Linked DNA regions of Mus musculus: regions 2, 3 and 4 are each linked to region 1. The links are chromatin contacts, called in public HiChIP or PLAC-seq and capture Hi-C maps. All regions are on one chromosome and are shown on one strand. The core of a region is the stretch at or near the end of the contact, and the rest is flanking DNA. Distances in the headings are between cores, read along the strand shown. Region 1 holds the start of Agap1 (ArfGAP with GTPase domain, ankyrin repeat and PH domain 1). Region 2 overlaps Spp2 (secreted phosphoprotein 2). Region 3 holds the start of Ugt1a7c (UDP glucuronosyltransferase 1 family, polypeptide A7C). Region 4 holds the start of Hjurp (Holliday junction recognition protein).

Evidence for each region. HiChIP or PLAC-seq counts read pairs in DNA pulled down with a chosen protein or histone mark. Capture Hi-C pulls out chosen DNA fragments and counts their contacts.
Region 2: an HNF4G HiChIP or PLAC-seq map of pancreatic cancer cells shows a contact between it and region 1. The contact joins the enhancer-like site here to the promoter of Agap1 in region 1. A contact is called at or near these places in 1 of 15 datasets of contacts at CTCF or cohesin (the NIH/3T3 cell line) and 4 of 115 datasets of contacts at active chromatin or transcription factors (embryonic stem cells, extraembryonic endoderm stem cells, pancreatic cancer cells and 1 more).
Region 3: a contact with region 1 is called in a capture Hi-C map of embryonic stem cells, with 8 times the contacts expected there. The contact joins the promoter of Ugt1a7c here to the promoter of Agap1 in region 1. A contact is called at or near these places in 4 of 39 promoter capture datasets (embryonic stem cells, hippocampal neurons and liver) and 1 of 9 other capture datasets (embryonic stem cells).
Region 4: a FOXA1 HiChIP or PLAC-seq map of pancreatic cancer cells shows a contact between it and region 1. The contact joins the promoter of Hjurp here to the promoter of Agap1 in region 1. A contact is called at or near these places in 1 of 39 promoter capture datasets (the SN4741 cell line), 1 of 484 Hi-C or Micro-C datasets (cardiomyocytes) and 1 of 115 datasets of contacts at active chromatin or transcription factors (pancreatic cancer cells).

Annotation. Positions count from the first base shown.
Region 1 is chr1:89,452,497-89,459,602 of GRCm38.p6, reverse strand. It overlaps Agap1 (ArfGAP with GTPase domain, ankyrin repeat and PH domain 1), which reads right to left and starts at 4,792. Exons shown (of 18, transcript NM_178119.3): 1 at 4,011-4,792. The coding sequence starts at 4,173.
Region 2 is chr1:88,426,425-88,433,782 of GRCm38.p6, reverse strand. It overlaps Spp2 (secreted phosphoprotein 2), which reads right to left. Exons shown (of 8, transcript NM_029269.3): 8 at 7,345-7,358. Among named protein-coding and RNA genes, the nearest start is that of Spp2, 23 kb to the right of the region's middle. Within about 2 kb of position 5,227, at least 26 of the 459 cell types and tissues checked have an H3K27ac peak or open chromatin away from gene starts, as enhancers often do. A contact at or near this core is called in pancreatic cancer cells, where this site is marked.
Region 3 is chr1:88,091,418-88,098,420 of GRCm38.p6, reverse strand. Ugt1a7c (UDP glucuronosyltransferase 1 family, polypeptide A7C) reads right to left here and starts at 3,420. Exons shown (of 5, transcript NM_201642.4): 1 at 2,443-3,420. The coding sequence starts at 3,300. The region is part of intron 1 of Ugt1a10 (UDP glycosyltransferase 1 family, polypeptide A10); the gene reads right to left. The region is part of intron 1 of Ugt1a9 (UDP glucuronosyltransferase 1 family, polypeptide A9); the gene reads right to left. The region is part of intron 1 of Ugt1a8 (UDP glucuronosyltransferase 1 family, polypeptide A8); the gene reads right to left.
Region 4 is chr1:88,273,789-88,281,578 of GRCm38.p6, reverse strand. Hjurp (Holliday junction recognition protein) reads left to right here and starts at 4,000. Exons shown (of 8, transcript NM_198652.2): 1 at 4,000-4,205; 2 at 4,294-4,360; 3 at 6,482-6,537. The coding sequence starts at 4,110.

The DNA.
Region 1 (7,106 bases), core at 3,543-6,042:
GGGATGGGGTCTCACTTCGGTTACTGTGGTGGTCCTGCATACACTCTAGTCATGGTCTCCAAGCCTGTGTCACCTTGTACCACCAAGGCAATGCCTTCCTAGCTGAGCATCAATGAAGACACACCTATCCAGATTTGGTGTCTGCATGCACCTGTGTCTGCATGCACCTGTGTCTGCATGCACCTGTGTCTGCATGCACCTGTGTCTGCATGCACCTGTGTCTGCATGCACCTGTGTCTGCATGCACCTGTGTCTGCATGCACCTGTGTCTGCAGGTTCCACATTTGGTTACGCCCAAAAGGACATCGGACATCCCCTGGAGCTGGAGTTACAGGCATCCACCAGACATGGATGCTGGGAACTGAACTTAGATCCTATGAAAGAACAACAGTGTTCTTAACCACTGACCCATCTCTCCAGCCCCCCAAAAGTTACTGATTAGTGGGATACCACAGACTCCTAAAACAGACACTTCTTATAACCTACTGCTGTCATTCTTAGCTAACTTCTAAATCTGACAGTAGGCCCTATAGCTGAGGTCACCACATACGTAAGACATGAAGAAATCAGGCTGGTACTGACCTGGGATTTCATCCCCACTGGCTAGCAGTCATAGTGCTGGAAGGTTATATTTATGTGACCAAGAACTAAAAATATTTGACAGTTTTACCCAGCTGTGGATCCCACAAGCTGTAACAATGACTAGCCTACCAAGATATATCCACTGGCACATGGCAATATATGCATTAGTGGCACAAATGTTATAGGAGTAACCAACCACTTTCTGGTTGGATTTAAATCTCGTTCTACAAGACGCACTCTATGTCTGGTGTTGCTAACTAAGCCAAAAACACATGTTCTGCTAGGTTATAGGCCTGAGGGGAGAACCTAATACTATTGTTCTCCTATAGGGATATAATAACAAACTGCCCCCTGAATTAATCTTTATACCCTTAGATTAGTACAGCTCCCAACCCTCATCAGAGAAGCTTCTTTTTGCAGGACAGATTAATAGACACCCACAACTGGTCAATACCCAGAGCATAAGAAACTGGGAAGTACCCAGCTCTGAAGGGAACACCTGTCTAACACTTGCTCCCTCTCACCAAGGCTCGGAGATCCTTGCAGAGGAAGGGTCAGAAAGATGACAGTGGATGTCAACACTGAAGCAGGATTCGCTGGACGTGACATCACTGTGCACATAAATAAATACCAGCTATGATAGCGTTCACAAGACCAAGGCTGCCAAAATTCCAGCACAGACGAGGAAGGGCTCGTCCCTAGCTGAGGAGCATCTGGCACTTAATGACTGCTTTGGGGAGGAAGAGTCAGTTTTCTTCAAGGATGTGGCCCCTAAAAGAGCAATGGATGCTCCAGTGGACAATCCTGCACCAGTGCACGTATGCACAGCAGCAGTAAATGGGCCTGTGTATTTGTAATGGCAGTGAGAGCGAGGAAGCGCATCAAGTTGGGAGGGGAGATGGGAAGTGACTGGGAGGCAGAGATGATCAAAGCACACACGCATGCGTGAGGTTCTCAGTAAGAACCGTTTATCCTCTTCTCACCCAAGACCATCATGCTACACAACTTGGCAACGCTCTCACTATGCCAAACACCGAAGAAGCAGATGAAAGACCTGCCCGTATCTTAAAACTTACACAGAAAGGCCAATCCGTTATAACCCATGAATTAGGATTTAATTACAAGAGGCACAGTGAGGTCCTGAAACAGTGATGCATTGGGAAGACAGAGACCCGGGGCCTGACTGACCCTTTAGTTCAGAGGTCATGACCCCTCCCAACCTCCACCTCCTCCTCTATATGGTGAGGCCGTTGTGAATACCAAAACATCTGTCCTCCAGTTCTCCACAAATGTGCAGTGTACCGCTGTAGATAAGTAAGGGCTCAACGAACAGAGGCAGATACCACCGCTTCTTCTCCGGGCTCACTGAATTTACTACAGACTTGGCACAATATAGGCATTTCTAGTCCTAGCCGAAAGAATAGCATTATCAGAGTCTCCAGCATGAGCCATCCACTAGCTCAGGTTTCACTGAGAATGACAAAGGTTATAAAGAGAAGGGGACATGGACTCGTCTTATTAAGGTGAGCATCAAGCTATCAAGGAGAGATCATTGCGGAAGAACAACTTTAAAAAAAAAAAAAAAAACACGAAAGAACATCCTCTTGCTAACAAGACCCTAGAGTGTAGCTTTAAGAATGGGAAATGAGTCACACTCAGCTGGAGGTCTTTCTCTCCTCTAGAGCAAGAAGCTCCAGTCAGGTGCATTCCATTCCTGGCACCAGCTTTCAAAGGGTTTCATCAGACTTCTGTATACGCAGCCAGGAAGCTGAGCAGCCATCTGAGAGAAACACGAGAACCTTTCAGCACTTCTGACAGGAACCCACAGACGGCTCTCAGAGGAACCCATCAGCTCTATCTCCTCACCATCAACTGGGAGGATGATGAGGGGAGACAGTGCCCTCCTCAACACCACAAAACTCCATGACACACAGAAGAAGCTGTGCCTCTTAGTGGGTCTGGAAGCATCTGAAGCCACCACAGGCAGCCATGAACACTCAGGGGGCCCAGGTGCACTGAGAGCCAGTCCCTCATCAGGATGGAGCTTGCTTGGACCCTCCCCTAGAACTACAATATATCCGGTGGATAGTCAGTCAGTCTTCCAGCCTGCCTGGGACGTGGTTCAAGTACATGAGGCTGCCAAATGCCAAGAGGATCAGCAACAGAGCCTCCACCATCTCTATCCAAGCAGCCAAGTTTTAAACCCAAATACTTCAGGGTTAGAAGTTCAGAACACACGGGAGCCAAGCTTTCTTAGGGGCAGAGGCCGTCTCACAACAGGGGGAGGAGTCGGGGGAGGAGCCCAGGGCAGTACCTGCACCTGTTTTTGAACACACTCCTGCTAGACTTGGAAGGTTCCCATGGCTCTCAACAGAGGACTCACTAGCCTTTGGCAGGCGCAGTATTACACTAGGACAAGCCACCTGCAGGCCTTTTACTGTCACTGGCCAACAGCAACTCAAGAGGATAGACTGCTAATCCACTGGCTGATCTATGACACATTACCCATTTAGATGCCACCTGCTCCCCCAGGTAAATGATGGCAGGCCCGAAGAAACAACCCAAGGAAACAGGTCAGGCACCTAGTAGGAGAGAAACGGGAGCCATGGGTAGTCCAAAGAGAGCACAAGCCAGGGCAAAGCCACCGGCTCCATCCTCCCCTGCAGGGATACTGCCTTGCCTGACACTGGGGGCTCAAAACAGTGTTCTGTGCAAACACAGGCTTACAGGCAGCAAGATCATCCACTTTTCCGCCCCTTGGGTGGCTCCCAAGTAGCCGACGGATTAAAGTGCCCCTTTCAGCAAGACAGTATCAAGGTGTCCTGCCTCCCAAGAAGGGTTATAATTTGCCTCAGGATTTTAGTACAAAACGGCCAGCGTTTGTACAACGCCAGTCCGATCAGCACTGGGGCATGATACTGCCTGGGTCCCATTGGCTTCCTACATGTGCCACCTCCCCTGTATCCGCGAACTGGAGGGGGGGGGGGGTAGCCAGCCATGAAGCAACTGAATAAGCTGGCCGGAACAGCATCCCCAGCAGCAGCGCTTCTCAAAACACATCTTCAACGTCCACGAAAGACACTCAGGCCGGGCCTGATAACCTGTCAGGGATCCAGTGGCGCCATCCCAAGCAGCTGCCCCCAGGCGTCTGCTGGGCCCGGACGGGGCTTGCGGGCCGCCCCGGACGTAGCAGCACCGTGCCACTTTCTCACAGGAGAGACTCCATTGTCCATTATCAAATGAACGCTGACAACCCATCTTCCCTGGCTGACTGGCCGGCCTTGCGGGACAAGAGGCACCGCAGTGCTCTCTCCGCCGGGCAGCCGCGTGTGTACACACGCAAGCACACACGCGCGCACACACCCCGCCGCGCCAGGGGCGCCCGCTCCCCCGCGCTTTCCAGAAGCCCCGGGCGGCCTGGCCCTCACCTTCGATGGCGATGACGTGCTCCCGAATCTGGTTCTGCAGCACCGGCTCCTCCACGCGCTCCAGCAGCTCGTAGATGGAGTAGATGTTGGGGTGGACCGACTCGAAGCGCTGGATCTCGGCCCGGATGGCAGCCGAGTTGGCCAGCTGCTGCTGGTAGTTCATGGTGCAGGCGCGGCGCCCAAAGCCGCGCGCCCCCCGTCGTCGCCGCCCCGCGCCCCGGAGCCCCGCGGGCCACCGAGACCCGGGGCGCCGCAGCCCCCGGGGAGCACGGAGCCGAGGAGGCGCAAAAAAAAAAAAAAAGAAAGAAAGAAAGAAAGAAAGAAAGAAAGAAAAGAAAAGAAAAAGAAAAAGAAAAAGAAAAGAACGCTGAGGATGAAGCAGTAGAGGGGCTCAGTTCATAGCAGGGACCAGCGTCCCGGGTCAGCGGGCCGTCCGGGAAGACCGCGGCGCCATGGAGCGCGGCCGGCCGCGGAGGAGGCTCGCTCGGGCGCCTTCCCGCGCCGCAGCCGCCCGCACCCCTACACGCCGGCCGGCCGAGCAGCCATTAAAGCGCAGGCAGCACGGCGCTGCGAGCGCCGGGGCCGAGGCCCCCGGGCAGTGGCCGCTCTGCTCCGGGCGCACGGCTGCGGCTGGGTCCGCGCGCTTGTGAGTGCCGCGCTACCGCGCGGGCCGGGGCCCTCAGCTGCCCTGCGCCGTCCGCCAAGCCGGGACCGAGCTGTAGGCGCCTTGCCAGCCGCGGAGACCGCTCCGAGCGCCGCCCGCCGCTGCCCGGCCAGCCCCCTCCCTGGCACGCAGGGCTCTGGCCCACGTCGGCCCCGCCCCCGCCTGCGCTCGCCGCCCTCCGGCCGCCGCTGCGTCCTCGGCGGCGCTTCCCAGCGCGCCGGATCCCGGGGAATTGCGCCAGACCCCGCCCCGCGCTGCCTCTGGGCTTGCTGGGACTTGTAGTCCATCACGCCGGCCGGCCCGCGCGCGTGGGGTGCGCTGTGCGATCGCGTCGCAGCGCACTGGGCGGGCCCCGCGGGACGTCCGGATGCCGCTACAGCCCGCGGATCTGCGAGCTGAGAGCCCTGGTCCCTCTCGGTTATCCCTACTGCCCCGTGCCAGCCCCCGCGCCTCTGTACGGGGAAGGTGGCGCACGAGCCCGCCCGCCCGCCCGCGCTTTTGTTTGTTTGCCAGTTGAGCGCTTAAGGAACCTCTGCGACGCGCGGGGTCCCCTCCCCCCGTCTGGCAACTTTCTGCCTCCTTTCTAAACCCAGCAGGATAGTTACTTCCCTTCCCATGGGATACACGGGAGTCCAACGCTTCATCAATAAACTAAACCTGAGGCTGGGGTGGTAGGTGAGACGGAATTCCACGGGGGCTTCTAGGCTTTTCCACGAAAATGTTGCACAACTGAGTTGTAACCTCCACGCCGCAGCCCTCCGAGCGCCCGACACTAACCCCACTTTAGCCCAGTCCAGGAGCCCATGAAGCTAGACCGCACTGCAGCTGAGAGCTCATGCCAACGACTCCAAATGAATTAGATTGTTGTAGATTTCCAAGGATCCAGGACGAGTCCGAGGCCGTAAAGGTCCTGGGTCTATGCACTGTCTCACCATGCAGGGGTGTTTTATAAACAGCCCACATTCCTGATTCAAATGCCCTGGGCTTTACCTGGTTCAAATGCAAGCTAATGGGCAGCCCAGGGCCCCAGGCAGCCTAGCTCTTGGTTCTTGGAACTCTTCCGAGTTCCAGTGTTCCTCAAGCCAGTGTACTGTTCAGCCTTCCTTGTCCCTAACACAGCAGAGGCCCTGGCTTGTTCTGTGCCTTGCCTCTATCTTCGTCCTTAGCAGAAACACTAATAGAGATGCTGGCATGTGGGTTCATTCTACTGTTCGTCCCTACTCCACCTTGAAACCCCAACTCTTTGTGAAATAGTTCCAGGACTCCCCTGCTTCACATCTGGCTTCTCAATCTCTTTGGGGGTTCCTTTGTACTTCTCTAAGGTTTAAATATGGATGATGCTGGGAGTCAACCTTAGACCTGTTTTATTTGCCTCTCTTATGCCTTTGAATATCATATAGAGGTTGATGACACTAAATTTTCTGTCCCAGACCTATCCACCTGTCCCCTCCTCATCACATCCAACTTTTGGATTGAACATGACTTTTCTCCTGTTGGACATCCTGTAGTCTCAGCACTTAAGAGACTAAAACCAGAGGATTGCTGTGGACCCAAGGTGAGACTCTGCTTTAAAAATATAATAACAAAATAAAAATCAGACATCTTCCCCATACCTGTGAACCTCTTCCCACCCCAGTCCGAGGCAGTACAGACCTTTGTTCACTAATTTGAAAATGCAGTGTGTGGTCTTTTCTTCCCTTGTTCTCTTAGATCCCAGAATGTCAGCTCTGCCTTTGGACGGAGCCAGAATCTTCTCGCTTTCTGTCATCCTGCTGAGGCTTCATTATGTAGTCTCGGATTAGTGAATGAGACCTAACCTAGGCATCTTCCCTTTTCCTGTTTCCTCATTGACCAGTCTCAAGAAAGTAGTTCTAGTGAGCCTCTAGGCCATGGCTCTCCTCTGGTCACAGCTCTCCCTCCAACGCCACCCATCCTCCCTGGCTCCCCCAGCCCTCCTGGCTTGCATGCATACCACAAGCTGGGTAGAGTCTCCATTTCCACAGCTTGTGTTTGTTTTTATTTTGAGATTTACATATCTCTGGCTACTCTCAAACTTGCTGTTTAGCCAAGGTTGACCTTGAATTCTGATCTTCTTTCCTCATCTGAGCTGCATCTCCAGTGTGCATTATCCTACTAAGCTTGTCAATTGGTCTACCACAATCCCAAGGGACTGATTAGAAGACACAAGACTCCATTATTCATAGCAACAACAGTGGACAGAGTAGTGGTGGTTTTATATGCCCATGAACTGACTTCCAAGTCACACAGGGTTGTATCAGGGGCCAGGTGACACAGGGTGGCTCTGTATGAGCAAAACCCTGGCCATAAGAGTCCATGTCCTTCAGAGAAGAGCAGAGACGACCCATGTCAGAAGAGACGGAACTCTGGGCTTCAGGACCGACCCTCTTCTCAGGAGCACTAGCCACTATGTC
Region 2 (7,358 bases), core at 3,978-6,477, 1.0 Mb after region 1:
GCACTTGCGGCTGGAACTCACGGCAGAGTTTCTCATTGGCTTCTTCTCTGGGAGGCAAAGAGGAAGAGGAAGTGTCTGGCTCCCACTTGCCAGTGGCTTCCTGGGCTCTCCCACAAGGCCCCACCCACTTCCCATAGTGACAAAGGCTGAGAACCAAGATGTTAACGCAGTGTTTGGGGTTGGGGGATAGGCACCCCAGATCTAAGCTCTGGAGACTGACATGCATTCCTGTATTTGGTTTTGGTATTCTACCTTTCTGGTCCTGGGGCTTGGTGTCTGCTATTATCTTGAGGTGAGTGAATGTCCAGTCAGTTTTGTAAAAGTAATTTTGGAAGGGGGATGTTCTATGCCTTCTATGCTCCCCTTGTCCCTAAATAAATGACTCGGAGACCTTATGCTTATTAATAAGCTGCAAGCACTAAACTGGGCAGGTTGTGAGCTATTCTAACCCAGCTATGCTGGCTTGGGCTACTTCTGAGCCATATGCCCTATTATTTGCCATCTGAGTCTTGCCCTGGCTTGCTCTGTCTGGTCCATGTGTGTCCTCATGGCTGTTCTCTTATTGTGACCTCATGATGAATCCTCCTGGTCCTTCTCCTCTGTCTCTCTCTGTCTCAGTTTCTCTCTGTCTCTGACTCCATTTCTTTCTGTCTCCCTTTCTCTCTGCTTGGGACCCCTGATTCAGATTTATTCCCTTGTCCTGAGCACCTTTTGGTGGTCTCTGTCTCTTGTCTCTTGTCTCTTGTCTCTTGTCTCTCTCTGTCTCTTTGTCTTTGTCTTTGTCTTTGTCTCTTTCTCTGTCTCTCTCCGTCTCAGCCTCTCTCCCTTTTTCTGTCTCCCTCTCTCTCTGCTTGGGCTCCCCTGACTGGAAGTCCTATCCTATTCTCTTCTCCTACTCAGCTATTGGCTGATGAGCACTCTATTAACCAATCAGAGGCGATGGAAATAGTCTTTACACATCACTGAGACAGGAAATGCTCTAATAATCATGACAATGTCAACGTCTGGACTGCAACCTGGTCTCTGGGCACAGACATCAGCATCTGACATACACAGTGCACAAAACCATCTCCCAACACAGTTTTCCTTAAGTGTTGCTTCTGTCTGTCTGTCTGTCTTTCCTTCTAGCTGTCTCTTCACATGCAGATTGCCCCTTTCCCTAGTTGCTCTACAGTTCTCAGCTTCTCTGCTCTCTTCTGTGTTTTTTCCTTGATTTAGAAACATCTGTTCGTTCATCTTCAGGCTCAGGGCTTTCATCTGCTGTGGTGTGGAGTCTCTTCAAACCCATTCTTCATTCTGGTTACAGTGTTTCTGATTGCTAATGCTTCCTTTTATTTTATTCTTTTCCTTAGAGCTTTCATCTCTCTGGTTGGATCATCTGCCTGGTCTTGCACATTGCCTACTTTTCCTATTAAAGGCTTTGGTATATTAATATCGTGTCTAACTTTGAAATTTATAGATGCTGCACTCTGAATGCCTCATTCGAATCCAGGTCAAAATGTAATTGTCATTTTGATGGTGTCGGTGATCAGGTCACGTGAACACTTGGCTCCATTGGAAAAAGACCACAGGTGTGGGAGTGAGTATGTAGTGTGGGAATTGGTTGTTAGGAGTGCTTTCTCTCTCTCATGGGCACCCTTGCCATGAGATGCCATCTATCATTCTAAACGCAGTGAGAGGACCCTCAAGCAGAGGTAGAGTTGTAACTTTGCACTGTCCAGCCTCCAGAATCTTGAGACAAGGCAGACTTGTGCTTTATCCAGTCTGGGATATTCCATTAGGGAAACAGAAAACTAAGACAGTCAGACATGAATGTGGCAAGTCATACATTCCTGACGAATTTGACTGTGGCTCAGTGCTTGTTTGTCTCTTCAAACTCTGTGTGTGTGTGTGTGTGTGGTGTGTTTGGGTGTATGTATCTGAGTGTGTGTGCAGAGATGTGTGTGTGGTGTGTGGTGTGTGGTGTGTGGTGTGGTGTGTGTGTGTGTGTGTGTGTGTGTGTGTGTGTGTGTGTGTGTAGTGTGTGTGTGGTGTGTGTGTTTGGGTGTATGTATTTGAGTGTGTGTGCAGAGATGTGTGTGTGATTGTGTCTTTGTGTCTGGGTGTCTGCATTTGTGTGTGCATGCGCACATGTATGTATATGTGCAGGTATGTGTGTGTGTGTGTGTGTATTTCTGTCTGTCTGTCTCTCTGTGTCTCTCTGTTATCTTTTAGTATACTTTATAAGTTCTGTTGTTAGCAAGGCATGAGTATGTGTAGAGGTGAAGTGTGCTCACTGTGGCTATCCTGTAACAGGTCTACGGGAAGGTATTTAAACTGTGCCTGTGTCTATAATGTGTAGAGGTGAAGTGTGCTCACGGTGGCTATCCTGTAACAGGTTTACGGGAAGGTATTTAAACTGTGCCTGTGTCTATAATGGGTCCCCAGGGAGTTCTTGACTCTCAGACTTGACTACTTCAAGCCTCTAGAAATTTGATAATTATACTTCAGGTTTTTCTACCTAAAAATGGTTTCTTCCTGGATTTCTATCTAGTTAAACTGGGATTCTCCCTATCTGTCTGTCTCTCCAATTTGGGAGGCATCTATTTGACCTGTATCCAATTCTGACACAAATCTAAAGGGAGTTGTCGATTTGGGGTCTGGTTAGCTTTTCATTGTTTTTAAGGACAGGGTTAGGGTTTTCTAAGACCCCTACATGCTGAACCAGAAAAATGAAGGCTCTTAAACAAGACATTTCCTCCTGGCCAGCCTAGACCTGTCAGCAAGTAAACTACTGGCTGCAGAGCTAACCATCATCTATGCTGGGATGGCCACACTCAGATGCTACTATAGAAGTGAGTGGGAGCGTGAGATAGACCAGCATAACAAACAGAGCATAACAGTGAGGAGAAAGCCTGGCTCCTTTACCTCTGACTTAAGAGAACAAAAACACCTATCTGGTGTTTTGCAGTTGACTCACTAGAGGACGACACTATCAAAGAGTAAAGCCTGGAAACCCACCTCAGAACTCCACACCACATCCCACGCCCCGAGGGCACAGGGCAGAGAAAAAACAGACCTCAGCTGAGCAGGGGAAAGTCAGCCCTTAGAGGGCCACTCTCGGGGGGGGGGGGTATGGGGGTGTGGGGGTGTGGGGGTGTGGGGGTGTGGGGGTGTGGGGGTGGAAGATGCCTGATGTGGAGTCAGGAGGAGGAGGGGCTAGGACAGGCGTGGGCTTATGGTGAATGTGCACCTCAAGTGTGTGCATTTGAGAAATGCAGGGATCCCAGCTCATTTGCGTCTCTTACTGTCCTACCGCTCTGTGCAGATGCCTGTGTGGAGTGAGCTAACAGTGGAGACTGTAGCCACTGAGAATCCAGACATGTAACTGACTTATTCTTTTTGTCATGGGGATGAGATAACACGAGGCAGAGGAGGGTGGTGACTCTGCTCTCAAAGCTGCTGGGGTCTGATTAATCCAGTGTCTCATGAGGGCATGTTTTAGTTGTTGTTGTTGTTGCTGTTTGTTTGTTGTTTGGCTGGTTGTTGTTTTTGTTTGCAGTTCTGTTTTATTTTTAGATTATGTGTATACGTGTCTTACCCATAGATATAGTTGTGCACCACAATGTGCCTTGTGTCACATTGGCCAAAAGAGGGCATCTGGTCCACTGCAACTGGAGTTACAGAAGGTTGTGAACTATCAGCAGGTGCTGGGGATTGAACCTGAGTCTTCTAGAAGAGAGCCAGTGCTCTTAGCCACCGAGCCACCTCTCTAGCCCCATGTTGTCTGTTTTGAAATGAATGTTGGTGTTCCTCCCATGGGCAAGTTGATTCCCCATATGATGGTATTTGGAAGACAAGTTTAAATGAGGTCATGAGGCTCAGACTGGTGTCCTTATAAGAAGTGGAACCAGGGCTTGCCCTTCACTGTATGCAGTCATCTGCACGCCCTGAACTGAGCTCTCACCAGGAACCAAATTAATGACAGTGTGATCATGGCCTCCCCAGACACAGAGCCACAAAAACTACATTTCTGTAGCTTAAGCTGCTCACTCTGTGGTATCTGGTTATAGCAGCCCAGACAGAATAAGATATTTCTGGTTCTTTCCTATTCCTAAGTCATTCTGTAAGCCCCTGGGATGCACTACAACAGGAGATCATGTGCTACTTGGACTGGTGGCTGATGCTGTTACTATAGCAACCCCAGCTGGGGCCCTTGACCACACTGCACCTCTTGCAGGCTGTGCTTAGACTTCAAAGGTCACTGGGCTCTGCTCAGTGTCTAGAAATTTTATGTCCTCACCCAGATTCTCCTTTCCCTTCTCAGGCATCTAATGTAACAAGCATTAGACGGGGGAAAATGGAGGAAGAAGGGAAGGGGAGGGGAGAGGAGGAGAAGGGGAAGATAGAGTCAGTCTTGAAAACTCAGAATCAATCAGTCTAGTCAGATTTAACTCTAGCTTCATCCTGAAGGACTTGGTCTAGAACTGGGCTCCTCAGCAGCAAGGATTCAACCCTCAGAGTAATTCTCACCTCAAGACACTGACATTTCTCCTCCACAAACTCTCTCCAGTGATCAACAGCCAGCCCGTTAACCACCAAAGAAATGAGACCCACCATTGTAAGATGTGTGCAGAACTGTAAGATGCGCAATCAGAATCCCATCTTTTATTGCCAACCTGGGCACAAAAACCTCACAGGACGGAGAGTCTGAGGACATTCCCTCTAAACTTAAGGAAGACCTTGACCGACATCCAAGCCGAGGAAGCCCTCACATGGATGGGAACCAACCAGCCAGCTCTTTCCCACAAGAGTGTCCCAGGTGACATAGGGACAATATGGTGCATGCCATGTTGTCAACAGGCCAGGCCACACTGAGACATTCCAGGGATGGAACATGAGGGAAGCATTAACCTCTGAGCGACTTTTCATTCCCAGACGTGAAATGACAAGAGAGTAAACACAGCCCCACAGGGCTGTGTGCAGCAGATTCCCAGGACCTCTATAGAAGGCAACAGCTTGATGTGGCTGCTGATTCTGGGGGGAACGGGGGCGGGGAGGGGGAGAAGATCACTTCTGGCAGGTGACTCCCACACACCTGCCTCTGGAGAGAAGCCAGAATTTTTCTGCTGGAAGCCCGATGGTGGCACAATGACATTCTTGTAGCAAGGGTTGTCACTGTTTGTCTTGCTCTGTGGTTTCCACTGAGGTCAGAGTCAAAAGAGAGAGTCCTAGCACTGACTGCATTCCTCAGCCCCACCCCTGAGAACAGCTAAGGGGCTGGCTTGTTTAATCGAAAATACCTCACATCATTCTGAAGGGCCGTGATCACATCAGCTCTTGCAAACAACCTTGGCCGGGGACTCTCGGAGTCTATGAATCTCACCAGCTCAGTCCATCTTCCTAATGTCTCCACTGACGGCAGCAGCTGGCGAACCCAGTTTCTCCATCAACCGTGTTGATATTTTAGCTTGCTGGTGAATACTTGCAGAAAAGCTACCCTCTAAGAAGGCCTGGGCTACACTGCTGTGCATCTAGGCATGCTCAGTGCGGGTGCTGGCTCTCACTCTCCCAAGGAACAGACAGACTCACAATGACAGTTCACACCTGCCTCCGGCTTGCTCCAGTACCAATGACAATTGCGGAGCAAGGGCCACCCATTTCACACCTATGTATGTTTGCTGCTGTCTTCTCCAGAGGAATGTGGAAGAAATGTGCAGTAAATTCAAAGACTGGGAAATTACATAATTATGTAGATTCATAACAAAATTGTGTGTAAATTTTAGCCTATTTTGACCATAAGGGAAATCACAGCTGCCCTGCAGAGATGTCTACAGATAAGGACTCTGGTGGGCCCAGAGTGTGGGAGTTTACCAAGGTAGAGGGAGTGATTGGATTCAACTATAAAGGCAGAAGAGAGTTTATGTTTTATGAATGTTGGTTAAACATGTATCTTTAGAATATCTTCATCTCCTCCAGACCAGCGCCATTCCCCAACACGTTTTAATTCTTCAGTCTTCAGTACAACGTGTCTGTGTCTGAAACAAATACCATGACAGGATACAAGCAGGAGCCAAACCTGAAACACATTCAGTAAGTGCCAGGTAGCTGCATATAAGAAGCATTCTGTATAGCATCTTGACTTGCTGTCATTTTCAGAAGGCTGGCACAAGCAACTCTGTGAGAGTAGGTCTCACCACGAAGCTGAAGCTGGTCTCAAACTTAGAGTTCTCCTGTTTTAGCTTCTCAAGGGTCACCAACAAGCACTGCTGTGCCAACATGCTAAACTCTTAATGGGAGAACGGATGCCATCTCACAGTTTTACAGGCACACACATGTGCACACACACGCACACACACACACACACACACACACACACGACTCACACCAAACCACAAATGATGTCCAAAGGAGGCAGATTTGGGGATGAGCCCTATTCCCTAGGCGGGTTTGTTGGGAATGCCCACTTTGGAGGATATTTCATTCTGTAGCTAATTTATTAGACTAAGAAATCTAAAGGAATGCAGTAGTAGTATGTGGTGCTCCTATAGGCACAGTGGTCGATTGCAATGAGTCTTACTCTTTAGCCACTTAATCAATTTTTTTCTTAGTTAAAATCCATAAGCGCACAGAAGGCAGCGGAAGATCCTAGGTACCCTGCTCCCTCACTCCCTGCCTTATTTCCTTGAGAAGCATCTCTTGCTGAACCCAAAGCTCTATAGGCATGTGTGGCCATACCTAGCCTTGGTTTTATTTATTTATTTTTTTAAATAGATGAGATCTAGGGATTCAAACTCAGGTTCCTATGGGCATTGATCAATCCCACCCACTGAGCCGTCTCCCCAGTCCACTAAACTATTCTTGGAACAGTTCTATGTGTACAGAAACACAGGACAGTGTACAAAGTAACCTGTTCTCCCACCAAAGATGTTCTCTGTTATTAGCAGATTGCGCTATTGTGTCAGCATTTTCTCCACCTGATGACCCAGGCTGCTGTGTGGTCAGTCACATCCCACTGCATGGGTGTGTGCCGTCTCATCCATTCTCTGGGGCTTAAGGAGCAAATGGTGTTATGTACCATGTTGTCTGTATCATATGGGAGAGTATTCCTGCCCTAAAAGTCACCATGATGACTTACAAAGAAAGACAACAGGATGCTTGAGTCTGCTTGCTTTTAACAAGATGTTAATATCTATTGTCAATTGGCTGAAAACACTCGAAACATAGTTACTTTGTGAGCCTCCATCCCTAGCATCCTCCTCATGCCTCCTAACATCAATTTCTCATCTGAAATTGGATACTTAGTGATGCTCTAATCTGAAATTGGATACTTAGTGATGCTCTATTCCAAACCAGACAATGAGAGAGCAGTAAAGGAA
Region 3 (7,003 bases), core at 2,171-4,670, 1.4 Mb after region 1:
ACATTATTTCACTTTGTCAAAGAAGTTTCTTTGCACATGAAAATATGCCAATTTGTGAGAAAATGTGGCTCAGTTACAAGGTCTGCTGGACCTTAGAAGTGGCCAGAACCACAGTCAGCAAAGCACAACCCATCCCTAACCAAGCTATGCACTGAGATAAGACACCAGAGATTAGGTAGGATGCACTCGCCAAGAATGTTACCCTCAAAACTCCATTCAGTGGACTCATGAATAGGGAAAGTAATGTTCTCCTGTAACTTTCCTTGTCAATGACAATCTTCAATTTGTGGTCCAGATCCTCCTGAGTGTGAGACAATGACTAAGACTTTACCATCGAATTCAGAGATTGCACCAGGTGCCAACTCACCTCTGGCATGACCCCCACCACTCATGCCCTCTGTGGCTGAGTTTCTCTGCATGGTAAACCAGTGATAGTCATCTATGGGCACCAGCATCAGCCTGCCTGCCTGGGCAAAGCCAGAGACCAGCAGCAGACACATAAATACACACACAAAGAAAGGGAGGCTACAAACCCTGCAGACCAGGAGCTATGGGAGAAGCACAGCCCTAGGCAATCCAGCCTTGGGTCTTTGCTGCTCTGATTCATCCTGGAAGATCAAACCTTCCCTTGTGGAGGGCATGGACTCACAAGCCATCAGGGCATTCTCGCAGACAGTGGGTACCGATAAGGGAAATAAGAAATGAGCAGTTCTCATTGGGATACCTACTTATATGTTTACATATAAGAAAAGCTTAAACTGTTAACACTGGATGGAGATGGGCAATGTGCCATAGGGCAATTTACAAACCATTGTGAAGAAATGTGTGAGACACCAAGGATTCCAAAAACAGCAGAAAGTAAATTAACAAACAAACAAACAAACAAACACCTTTGCATTTCTAAAACTGGTCTCAAAGTAAAGTGGGAACAAGCCTCTTCAGACAACCAGACCCTTTGCTGACAAAGGATGGGCTGCCTCTGCTTCCAAGGCACTGGGCAGGGGAGATAATTAGCACAGATGTTTTCCCTTCCCAACACCATGCACGGGCTTGCCACAGACAGTGAAAACTCTTCTGGGATGGGTACATCCACATCACAGCCTCTGCCCGTTGTGGAAGAGGAGCTACAAAGGTGGTAACAGTCAGAACACCAAGAAGTCTGTGGTGAACCGGTCTCTGCATAAATGAAACCAGAACAATGGCACTAACAATGGCTATGCCAATGTGGAAGGGGGAAATTTTCTCAGGGTCTTACCCCTAGGCAAAGAACTACAGGCTACTGGGAGAGTTGGCCTCTCCTAGGCACGAGTCCTTTATTGACTGTCCAATACCAAGTGTTCAGCCCTGATACCAAATACACACAAACAACAAAAACAGACTCAGCAGCCTATACCTGCACTTTTGTGAAACAAACACACATATGTAACAATAATTATCAAAGGAGAAGAGGCTATCAGATTGAGAGTGGGAAAACACAGGTAGGGTTGGAGAGAAGATAGTAGGGGAGTCATGATGTAATTCTATTCTGTTTGAAAATGTAAAAAAAAAGTGAACATAAAATATAATCACCATTACAGGAATTTAAACACCCACACAGCATAAGTGATGAAACCATTCAGATATTTGAGATTTAGAGAAAGCCAATCATGGTGAAATCTAAAATATTTTAAGAAAAATTTACCATTCACAGCAAAAGGGAAAATTAACTAATTTAGACTCCTACAAATAAAAACCATGCAGATCAAAAGAAAACAGCCAGAAAAGAATCAACAAGGAACAAACAAACAAAAAGCCCTAAAAATCATGCAGCACATACATGAAAGTCTGAGTGTTACTATCCCCAAATGAGACAGAGTCGTTGCTAACTTTGGTTAAAGATGTGAGTGAAATTTCCCATGGAGGAAATGCAAATGGCCCAGCTGGCTAAGGAAACAGATGTCAGAGACTGAAGCAGCTCCACAGAAAGAGGGAGAGGACAGGAATAAGCTAAGTGACCCTTCATTTCTTACTGTGTCTCTTACTCTTTTGTCAAAAGCAATGCAGGCTGGTGATTATAAATGAGATTATAAATGGTGGCGCATGCCTTTAATCCCAGCACACGGGATAAAAGCACAGAGGCAGGCGAATTTCTGAGTTGGAGGCCAGCCTGGTCTACAAAGTGAGCTCCAGGACAGCCAGGGCTATACAGAGAAACCCTGTCTCTAAAAACCAAAAAAAATAAAAAAATAAATAAATAAATAAATAAATAAGAATGTCAACGGTACACACATCCATAAGCAAGATTTATCAGCTGTACAAACGCACAGTTAAGTGTGAATGGTTAAAAGTAATCCATCAAAAGAACTGAAAAAGAAGAACATACATGCCAAACCACAGTCCAGCAAGGAATAACTTCATCATCCAAAGTCTACCTCATCATGTGCTAAAGGGAAGATGGTGTACCTTGGAAAGTGGCTTTCCCTGGTGGCAGTTGATTCCACCAATGTAGATCACATTGGGCATCACAGGTCTGGGGAACTCCAAGACAAAGTCTGTGCGTAACAACCAAATGGACACTGGGCTGAAGAGGTCTGTCATAGTCACTGGGGTCTGGAGAACTTCAGAGGCAATATCTGCAGCACTTTTGAAAAACTTATGACAAAATGCACGCTCCCCCATGTAGGCCAAAAGGTTCCGAGTTCTTTCCTTGAAAGTCATGGTGTCTGTGAATTTTAAGAGCATTCTGGGGATATAAGAAGGAGGACTGGGGCACTGGGCAGCATCTTCAAGATAATGACAAAATATTCCTCTGCTGAAGACCACGGATGGGAGAGAAAAGTACTTGGCTACAGTTAAGCCGCACACATCGAAAGGATCCAGAAACACAGCATCAAAAGAAGTCTGCTTCAAGTATTCCACTAACTTCTTGTCGTTAAACAAACTCCTACAGTGTGAAAACAGTAATTCGAAGAAACCTTTGGCTGGAGAATCAAGCAGAGGAAGTATTCCTCCCTCCTGCTGACTTTTCCATTGTGCATCAATAAAAATCTTGAACTCCCGGTTTAAATCCTCCTGCGTATGAGAAACTGCATATGTTTTCACTACAAAATTCAATGGTTTCGTCAGCTGCCAACTCACCTCCGGAACAACCACTACGACCTCATGGCCTTTGTGAAGGAGTTTCTCCACAACCGTCTGCATCGTAAACCAGTGGCTCCCATCCATGGGCACCACCAGCAGCCTGCCTGCCTGGGCCAAGCCAGAGGCCAGCAGCAGGCACACACAGAGAGGAAGGGAGGCTGGAAAGTCTGCAGGAGCCATGGCAGAAGTGCAGCCTAAGGCAATCCAGCTGCTGAGACTCAGCACTGAAGAGGAAGTGTGAGCCAGAGAGAAATCTACGCAGGAGGGTGTGTGCTCACAGCCGTTTAGGAGAATGATTTACTGAGGAGAACAGTAAAAAATGAGCAAGCATGATTAAGGAACATGCTTGTTTCCTGAGGAGAAGACCTTCTGACCCTTTTTGGGGGGTAGAATCACACAATGTGAGCTTAGAAATAGTTATGAGGAAATACACTAAACCCTAAGGAGTCCAAATGCTTATACAAAAGGAAGCAAGTTTCAAAGCAGCTTACATTTCTAGGATTGATCTCAAAGCAAAATCTGAACACATTTTTAGGTGACCTGACTGACTCTGTTTCAAAGAGATATTCTGCCTCTGCTTCCAAGGCAAAAGGGGAAGTTCTAGAGCCTGTCCTCCCAAGAGACAGAGAATCAACTCTGCCAGAGAGCAGGGCTGCTGTCTCTGTGCACACAGTGGGATTCTTGTTCCATTTTCAAACACTTTCATGTGCCTTGCTGACGCTAGGCTGACAACCATCTTCACAGACCAATCCAGGGACGGGAAGGAAGGTGACATCAACCTCCTTACAAAATCCCCTCTGAGTCACTGGAAGCCATAGGCAGACATTCTCTATGAAGAAGCAGAGAGAGCTCTCCGGTGATGCCCCTCAGTAGCCCAGGGACCTTCTCCACAGAGCAATGGCTCTGTCTCCCATGGCACTGCAGCATCTGCAGGGTTGCTTCCACCTTGTGGCTACTTTGAACAGTGCTGCCATCAGCACCACATGCTGGGTCCTCTCAGGAATTGATCTCAAGTCCTTCAACTGGGATTAAGGCTGCTAGCTCAGGAGGAAGTTCTGGTGCTCACTGCTAAGAAACTATTAGACACCTCTACACGGGGCGGTAGCATTTTAATTTCCCTCCAGGCCTCCATTACTGCCTGGCCTCCACATCCTCTCTGAAGCTATTTTTACTTCTGTTTAGTGTACTCTTCCTGGTGCTGGGCACGACATCTTGTGGGTTCTGCTTGCATTTTGTAACCACCCCCATCTCCTGCCTGATTTTGCCAGGACAGGAGAACAACACTTGAATTTGAAAGTCCTGACACTGGAGTTGCTAATATTCAGAAATACCACTGTCTCCCTTTCCCATCAATTGGTTGGAAATCTCTCATTCACCAAATACACAAGAATGTGAGACAAATACTCACCTACAACAAAGCCTTTGACTCTCAGCACAGCATGGTTCAGAAGAGTTGCTCTAAGTAGACAGAAGACCCTTGAGCTGCATAGACACTGGGTCTGGTTAACTTCACTATGTGATGTTTTGATTTATCTGCAAGGTTTTGGTTTTTGTTTTGAATTTTGGTTTTGGGGTTTTTTATTTGTTGTTTGTTTGTTTGTTTTGTTTTGTTTTGTTTTGTTTTGCTTTGCTTTGCTTGTTTGGGACAGGGTTTCTCTGTATAGCCCTGGCTACCGTGGAACTCCCTCTGTAGACCAGGCTGATGTTGAACTCAGATATCCAGCACACTCAGCCTCATGAGTGCCGGGATGAAAAGCATGCACCACCAGTCACCCTTGGCATATTTACATGGATTTTAAATTAATAACATTTATTTAAAATTTTCAAAGTTGGGTATATCACAGAGTATTTTGTAGATTTTTAGGTATTATTTATTTATGTGTGTGTGTGTGTGTGTTTTGCCTCCACATATGTATGTGCACCGCATGCATGCAGTGTCCATAGAGACCAGAAGAAATCTGTGGGCCTGGAGTTACTTTACAAGTTTCGAGGTGGTTGCTGGGAATTAAATCTGGGTTCTTCTGAGAAGTGAGTGTTATTCTCAACTACTGAATCACATCTCCAGCCCCATGAATTATTTTCAGTGATTATGACGATATGTATAGTTTGTTGTTATACCAACTATTTTAATATTAAACATATTTTTCATTCTGACAAGTTTCGAAAACTATGTTGTTAATGAATGCATGTATTTTACTTGATAAAGTGTTATATACATTTTACACAAATGATTCCAAGTAAGCATCTTTCTGTTCTATTCTATTATTGTTTTAAAGATAAACAAAGTCTTTTAAAATGCTAGTCATAAATTAGTAAGAATTAAAGTGTACAGGTTTGCTGTTGTAAAACATATCCAGAGAAAGAAAAGGAGTGGTGGACCTGAATTCACCTGAATCCTAAATAAAAGAACTCAAAGCAGCCGCTCATTCTAAAGTCTTTAGGCTGCCTTAGTTAGGGCTTCTGTGGCTGTGACAAAAGACCATGACCAAAAGCAACTTGGCAAGGAAAGGGTTTTGTTTTGTTTTGTTTTGTTTTGTTTTGTTTTGTTTTGTTTTGTTTTGTTTTAGCTTTCCACTCTCAGGGTACAGTATCTGTAAAGGTAGATAGGGTGGGAAATCCAGCCAGGAATCTGGAGGCCATAACTGCAGCAGAAGCCAAGGATGAATGCTCTTAACTGGCTTGATCCTCATGGCTTCTTCAGCCTCCTTCCTGCTACAACCCAGAACCACACCTCCCATGGCCTGGGCCCTGCCTGACTGGTCACCAGTGAAGAAAATGCAGCACAGGCTTGCCTAAGGCCAGTCTTAGGGAAGTCATTTCTCAGTGGTGGTTCCCTTTTCTCAGGTAACTCCAACTGATAGCAAATTGATCCAACCAGCCAGGGCAGGGGCACATATTCCAAAATAATTTGTACCATAATGATAGGGCCTTTGGCATGTTGTATGTGTACCCAATAAATCTTATTCACTAATAAAGAAACTTACTTAGTAGCATGGTTAGGCAGAATATAAAAAGACAAAGGTATACTTTAACCACTTCAAAACCAAAATAAACTAACCTGTAACCCACAACTTTAAATAACAAAAGCCTAAAAATACATTTTAATGATGAAGATAAAGTTTGTCTACAACATACAGTTTTTAAGTACAAAAGTCTATGGCTGGAATGAAATGAAATCTAAATATGTAAAATAGAAATATTTTCCAGACCAAAGAGACAATATCCAAACAAACCAGAATTTCTCCAGTTAATGAAAGCATTTTATGTAATATGCACACTGCCCTGATGTTTGTTTGTTTTCATTTGTGGAGCTCAGCAGAACAATTTTCAAGGATTTATTTTTAATTATGAGTATATGTATGTCGCTATGGGTGTGTGCACAGGCTTGTGAAGGTACCCACAGTGGCCAAAATCAGGTGTTAGTTTTTTTGGAGATGAAGTTACAGTTGGTTGTGAACAGCCTGACATGGGGGTTGGGAAGGAAGCCTGGGTCCTCTGCAGAAGCAGCAACAGCTCCCAGCTGCTGAGCTGCCTCAACAAAACCATTTTTAAGTTGTAAGGGAGACTATATCATGTGACTCACCAACACAATTTGTGTACTGGCTGGTTTTGTGTGTCAACTTGACACAAATTGGAGTTATCACAGAAAAAGGAGCCTCCCTTGAGGAAATGCCTCCATGAGATCCGGCTGTAAGGCATTTTCTCAATTAGTGTCAAGGGTGGGAGGGTGCATGGTGCCATCCCTGGGCTGGTAGTCCTGGGTTCTATAAGAAAGCAAGCTGAACAAGCCAGGGGAAGCAAGCCAGTAAGCAGCACCCCTCCATGGCCTCTGCATCAGCTCCTGCCCCCAAGTTCCTGCCCTGTGTGAGTTCCTATTCTGACT
Region 4 (7,790 bases), core at 2,751-5,250, 1.2 Mb after region 1:
TTTGAAAAGGCTCCAATATTTCATTTCTCTCCCCCTCTTTTTCTCTTTCTAGCTCTTGCTCTCACTCTCTCAACCTTCATGCCCAAAAATCAACATCTGAAATGTCTTGTGATAAACACAGGATGCAACAGTGGTTTCAGCTCCAGCATCTGCCTTGAGATCCTGTCCTGGCTTCCCTCGGTGATACACTGCTACCAGAAGTTGTAGGCACAAACGAACCCTCTCCTTCCTGAGTTGCTATGCCTTTTATCAACAGGAGTGAAACTAGAACACCCCAGTAAAGTGTGGGATGAAGAAAGAACTGCACTGGGGTGCTAGACCAAGAAAAGAGGCTCGAGGGTAAACCCAGAACTTTCCTACAGTAGATAGTTTTTTTGAGGGGCTTGAAAATATGTATAAACTGGAGAGCTGGCTCAGCGGTTAAGAGCACTGACTGCTCTTCCATAGGTCCTGAGTTCAAATCCCAGCAACCACATGGTGGCTCACAACCATCTGTAATGGGACCCAATGCCCTCTTCTGGTGTGTCTGAAGACAGCAACAGTGTACTCATAAATAAAAATAAATAAATCTTTTATTTTTAAAAAATATGTATAAACTACGTGATCTCAGAAAATAAAAAAGAAAAGGGGTGTTTGGGAAGTTATCCATTAATCTCATGCCTCCAGTTAGAAAACTATTCACATATAATGCAGGAAGGGCTGGCCTTTGCATGCTTCAGAGAAAGATGTCATGAGAGTTCTCAGACCCATAAATAATGGGGTTGATTAAAAATAGGTCACCCAAATCGATCTAATTGTGTTCTATTTTTAATGTAAATTCTTCCATTGGTTTTTAAAATGTGTAGCCCATTAAGCCACATTAATTATGACCCTAAGAATGTGTTTGTTCTGCAAAACAGGCCCAAGGTGAGGAGAAAAGGCAATTTTCTACCACATGAAGGTGGAGCAGAAGTATCACCGAAGCCCTAGCCCCATTTTCTCTGGGGGAAGAAATCCACACTTCTGGTAGGGCGGGGGTGAGGGGGCCGTGATGGTAAAACGTGACCCAGCTCTGTGGAGTCAGGGTTAAAATGTCTGGAGCCTCCGTGTGTCCCACTGGGATAAAAGGACTCTGATTTGTATGATGAAGGGGAAAATATGTGATTGCCTGTCCGTGTTCGCTGTTCCATGAATAACACAGGTTCATTTTTGCACAGACAGGCACCCATTCTGGAAAACGTGGCAGAAGAAAACTAATGCTAAAAGTGTTCCATCACACCATCGTTGATATGAATATATCCTGGAAACGCTTTCATAAACGCATACTCGCATCGTGAAAGTACAGATGTTATGTGCAGATGAGATCACTGGCAATTCACCTCACAAAACAGACTGACCCCCACAACAGTGAAGAGTCCAGAAAGCTTTATTACGGCCAGGCAACACTCTGCTCGGCAGAAGGCACACACTGGGTAGAGAACATAGTCCTTTCTTATACAATATTTGTTGCTGGGCAGGCAGAGCAAGCAAGTGGTTTAACAAAAGCAAATCAGAATGCAGTTATAGCAAGGCCATACATAAAGTTTAAAATTAACAGAGACAAGGGTCTAGGTACAGGCAATTAAATCAGTAGTGATTTAAAACGTTATCTCAATCCTGTTATCATGCAGTGCCGAAATAAGACCAAGAGTCTACACAAACCTTATCTCTTCTCCCACTATCTTACTTACCCTTTTCCCTAGTTTACACAAGATTGCAAGGAACATTTTTTGCACTCAGACCTTGACCATTTGTAGCCTCTAACATTTCTTTAACAATATACATTTTCAAAGATTTCTTATATTTAATTTGTATAGGGGGTTTCTACATGTGAGTGTGGGTGCCGATTGGGGTCAGAACGTGTCCCCCAGAGCTGGAGTTGTGGCTTTTTGTGAACATCCTGACAAAGGTACTGGAAACCAGACTTGGGTCCTATGCAAGAGCTGTGCGGGTCTTAAGTGCTGAGTCATATCTCCAGCCACAACACAGACACTTTTAAAGTACCGGTACAAAACATGTTTAGAAACTCCATTTGAGACCTCTCTGTCCTGTCATTCTAAATGTCAATGAATGCAGTTCTTCAAAACTTAATGGAACCTCACACACTCCCACACCCCCACTCTCATCCCCAGCACACTCACAATACTAAATACTGTGGTTAGAGATTTGTAAACACCCCCAGGCTAAATTCCTGCCAAGGTCTTTCATTGCTTAGGTTTCAAAATGTTGACCCATGGCATCAAAGTACGGTGTGTTTTTTGAAAGCCCATTTTACACCATGCTGCACTTTCCTCTGGAAACATTGCATAACAAAGGCTCTCCTGAAGGGTTAGAGATCCATTTCCTCACGCTCACCCTGATAGTTAATATTTGTGGCTGTTGTTAATTATGCTAACCTCCTAGACTGGACATGACTATTTAGTTTGGTCCCTTTTAACTTTCGTAAGTTAACTTACAAAGCAATAGGTTTAAATGTGGCACCTTCCTATGTCCGCCCTCAGACCTTGTTCTTGCTCATCCTTAACTTAGTTTTGAGACAGAGCACTGCCCATTGCACCTCCTCTCTTGTTGACAATTTCTGACCTTTGTCCTTTTCCCTGAAGGGCTTTCTTACTAAATGTTCTTATCATTAACCCTTGGTAAGATTTATTATTACAATATTATATTTATTATTATTTAATACTTAATTTGGTCCCTCTTAACTTTCATAAGTATTTGGGCCAAATTACCTGTTCTGTTTTGTATATGTAAATGCTTTAATTGATTTTTCTCAATGACAATCAGTATTCTGAAACCTTCTCCGCCTATTTGACTAAACATACTTTGATGAGCTATTAATGCCTCTTTCTAACACAGTAGTCGTGAATGATCTATGTGAAGTCAAAATTATCTGTAAATTGACAGAGTCTCGGATATTTTCTTGTTAATGTGAGAAAACACCTAGCAAAAAGCAAAATAAGGAAGGAAAGTTTTACTTTAAGCTTGCAGTGCAGAGAAGTTCAGCCATCAGGATGGGGAAGGCTTGGAGGTGCTCAGGAGACAGAACAGCATATCTAGTTGACGCCACCACCAACGTTCTGAAGCAACACCTTCTCACATCCCCACAGGCAACAGGTTCATACTGGGGTAGGGACAGATTGGATGAGGCAACCGCCATCCAATCCCAGGAGAGTCGGACGACCGACGGCCCTCCCAGAAGCCCAGGATCTTGAAAGAGACTTCCGCGCTTGTTGCAAATACATTGCGTGGGCATCCACAGTCTATGAGCCTGGAAGCTCTTCTTCCCTCCCTCAGTTTCAATGGGACAGCATGAAAAGATTATGGGGGCAGGCTGAGAAGTAGAGAGGCACCTCAAGGGACTTCCTGATACTCAGTAATGATTCCATTAATTCCCATATCGTGATAATCACGTTAATACCCGCAAACAAATGTAGCTGTTATGAAGTCACAGTAAAACCAACTAGTGGGGTTCAATCCCCCAGCTCTGCCAGAAGACAACCCCTCCCAAAAATTCTGAAAATGTTCTAAAATGTTAATCGAAGTAAATGCCCTCATAAAATGGACACCAAATTACCTACCCCCTCAAGGAACAAGATAACAATCAAGAAACAGCCTATAATCAGAAATGGGAGAGAAAGTTTATTTTAAAACCCTAGGATAAAAATCACAGATTCTGTCACGTTTATAATATCGTTCAGCACATTTACACGCGTCTTGTTTTTGAACACTGGCTTTCCAGACTCCTTTCAGGACCGTTATTTGGATCTGGCTTTCCCCAAGCCTTCCCAAGAGCTGGGAAATTGGTAGATCCAGGAAGGAGCCTTGACAGGCAACTCACCCAGAAGCCTCTAGGGGACGCGGGAGTGCCGCATGAAGTAATGCGCATGTTCCACCCGCTCCGGCGGACCCTCCCTCTCGTCCCTCCCCTTCTCGTTTCCACCGGAAGTGCTCCCTGGGAGCGGCGGCCGGAAACGCGGGCAGGATCGGTTGCGTAAATACTTTTGAAAGACCCTATTAGCGCGCGGGGCGCCACGTTTGATCTGTGGACGGGCTTGGGCGGGTGCAGTGCCGGGCAGAGAGCCACGTACGCCATGGAGTCTATGGGTCGGCAGGACCGCAGGCTGCATCAGCAGCTTAAGGAAAGCAGTAGCCGCTTCCAGACGTTAATGAAGCGGCTGATAGCGAAGGTAGGCTGGGACGGCGGCCGAGGCGGGCAGGGCGCGGTGGGCGGGGATCCAGCGCCCCGGAGTCTGACCAGCTCTCCCTTCCCCGCAGTACAACCAGCCCTTTGAGGACGACCCGTTGGTGGAGATGAGGACGTTAACCTACGAGACGCCCCAGGGTACGAAGCCCTCCCTTCCTGTTGGCACTGGGCCAGAACAGTGGGCCTAGAATTTGCAATGCTGCATTTGTCCCCCTTGCTCCTAGGGACCTTGAATCCCTGAGTTGCTGATTTCCAATTTAATTTCTCTGAAAGAAATGCCTGGAGACACAGTGCAGCCTGGTTTTTTAAAATGCCTGGCATGGAAGTTCGAGCTAATTGATTAGCGGTACAAGTGACTCTGTAAAATAAGGATGTTGACAATCATGGGTAAGCCGTATGGTTGTGTATAACATCACCAGAGTACCTGTCAGGCCATTGGAACAGCACCCAGGACTGCTCCGCTCTCATGGGCTTTGCTGTATAAATGTAGACCCATCTGTTTTGGACAGTCCCCATTATCTGCCACCTCTGACGCATTTTATTTAATGTTGTGAGTGTACTTACTACCTTAAACCTCATCGGTTCTCTAACTGGGATAAGTTTGTTATTTGATGAGGTCGTATCCTTCCCTAAGACCCATCCCTGATGTTTGTCTGAATTTATTGATAAAATCGGATTTCGGATCACAGTCTGCCAGGGGTCTACAAGTGCAGTCTGTCTTTTGTCTTATTGGCTGTTCAGGGCACGTGTTGGGTAAGCATTTTAAATAAGCAGAAACTGAACTAATTCTACAAAGAGGTTGCTTTTCTCTGGATGGGATCAGGACACAGCAATATAGGAATCCATAAGTGTGCTGTCTGACTCTTGGCTTTTCTGTGCTCTTGCGGCTGTTTGTGAAGGGGTAGGCAGTGTCTGGAGTATTTTGGACTGCCCATCTGTCTTCAATGATATATTCTGTCAGTGATATATAACTGATGTCAGTTATATGAGAACAGTGAAGTTGCTGAAGAGTTTGAGACTATACAAGTTGGTATAAGAGCCCTCCCTGAGGTCTGGCCAACACATAGACACCTAGGGCTGCAGTTGTCGGTTAACAAATCTATGTCCTAGCAAGCTTGCCATGAATCCCTCATCTTGTTGATTGTTCTGAGAGACACGTTTTTGGCGCGGCCTTTCCTAACATGCAGTAGACTGAAGTCCAGATTTAAGGTGGAGACTGGAGCAGAGAGCTAACTGCAGAGAACAGGAGGGAATCATTTGTGTGTGTTGACAGTTCACCTGGGCATGCACTTAGCACGTATTGTAGAGTTCAGTTTCAAACATGCAACATTAGCACTTTATGCGATTAAATGTAGAATTCCACGGAGAGGGCCATTCAGCAAAGCCTTGATTTGACTTAGCCGTTGTAGTTGAGCATCAGTGTCCTCTGGAAAGGTCATGTCCCACAGTGGTCAGTGCTATCAGACCTCCCAGAATTCACATGCTGGTTCCACTTCATGAGCAGAGAGCTGGGTTAGTCATCTGAACTTTCCTCTTCGCATATCTGTCTGTACAGTGGACATGGTAAGTCTGTCCTGTGGGCTTTTAAGAGGGTATGGGAGTTACATGCCACACGGGTTGCAAATACGAAACGGTGTGTCCTTGCTAAAACCTGGAGCATAGAGGGTGCTGTGTAATTTATTTTTTCTGTTTCTGTTATAATAATATAATCTGAAATCTCCAGACCCACCATTTTTCTAAGTAACTTGTGTTTTCCTTGAGGGATTTAGAAGGACTGAGTGTACCTCACTGGTTCTGCTAGCTGGGGGGTGACGGGGCTGATGCGCTCCTTCAAGCTCCAGAGTTCTCTGTACGTGGGCTTCTCTGTCCTGGGCTTCTAGATCGCCCTAGGAAAGCACTGACTCCCAAGATGAGGTTAAATGTATGCTACGTGTCTCCCCCTACCTCCCAAATATATAACTTAAGAACAGTATGTATTTGGAATATGAGCTGTGTTAGCCCCTCAGGTACATGGTGGAATTGGGTGACCTGCTGCCTTCTGGGTAGGAGAGACTGCCATTAGTGACAAGTTTGTCCAATCTTGGTTTTTTTAAAAACTTTCTCCTTCACCAAACTGACTGACGGCGCTGCCAATGCCTGGATTGCTCTGAACGCTTGCTTGCCTTTCGCTTCCTTCGCTTTGGTTTCCCATCAAAGCGTTTTAAGCGGAAATGCGAGCATTTCAGATTGCTTCTTCAATTGTCACCTTTGTTTCTTAAGGGTTGAGAGTTTGGGGAGGAAAGCTGATGAAGAAGGAAGACAAGGAATACACTCAGGTATTTGCCATCAGGTTTGCCGCCTTCCTGCTTTACTCTAGTGTGTTGGTGGGACTGCATCCCAGCGCCAGAGAGCCCGGAGGCCGGTGTGCTCTGTGATGGGATGACCTCCTCCTCTGCCCTTACCCCTCCTGTGTGAAGATAAACTGAGAAGTGTTTCTTCCACCTCCTGGCTCTTGTCTGCTATTTCTTCATCATAGTCCACAGCAAGCCATGTGTACCGATGCTGGACCAGCTTGGGGACTCTCAGGGAATGTCCTAGAGGGAGCTCCTTAGTTGGGTCCTTACCAAAAACGCCCAAATCTCATTTCCTTTAAGAAAAAAAAAAAACAATGCCTCTTTTCTTCCTCTGTAACCAGGATGGAGAAAGAGGAGGAGGAGATCTCGTACAGAATCGCATGGCCTCCACCTTTCTGTGCCCCTAGACTGAGGGTCTCCGGGTGCCAGGGCTTTACTGCTAGTAAATACAGCTAATGCTGCTTTTCTGGGTGGCATCAACACCTTTTGCCTTCCTGCTGTGAGACTGGCCTTTTGCCCTGGTGATTAGTGAAAAGCTGCCTGGTCTAACGGAGTCTCAGGCAACCATGGTTCCTGGGGAAACCCATTGCCCGGAATGGAACATCAAAATTAAGTTACACAGCATTAATAGCAGTTCTGGAGTTAAGCTTCCTTGGCTGATTATTATAGCCATAGGAGGGCAGAACTGGCTATAATAATCTTAGGTTAGCTGGGCTGCTGTGGATGTATTCACTCGTACCACCTCAGTGTCTGTCTGGAAATTACCTCATGCCCCTTCCCAAGGCGCTCTTGTCGTCATCATCAGCTGTTACATAGTGTAGCTGCCTTTCGATTTTTTTTGAGACAGGATCTCACACTGTCACCCAAATTAACCTGGAACTGGCTGTGTAGCTCATCAGTTCCAAGGCATTTGGCCCTGGCACCTTTCTCTGTTGTGACTCTTGCTTTGTGAAGATGTAAGTACTTGAGGATGTGGCAGTCCTGTGTTTATATTGCTGTTCAGCTCTGTCATGGGGGAAGCCACCAGAGGCGTGGAAATGAACACACCTGGTATATTCCATGGATTGATGGAGCAGCGTGCCCCAGTTCTTGTGGCATCTTCAGTCAAGGCCACAGAATGTGCTGTCTTTACAAATACAGAGACCTCCTTCTTTAACAGCCCAGTGATAGGATGGTAGTCCTGGTATCAAGAATACTTATTTAAGGTTTTTGTTTAAAGTGTAGGAGATCTTCTG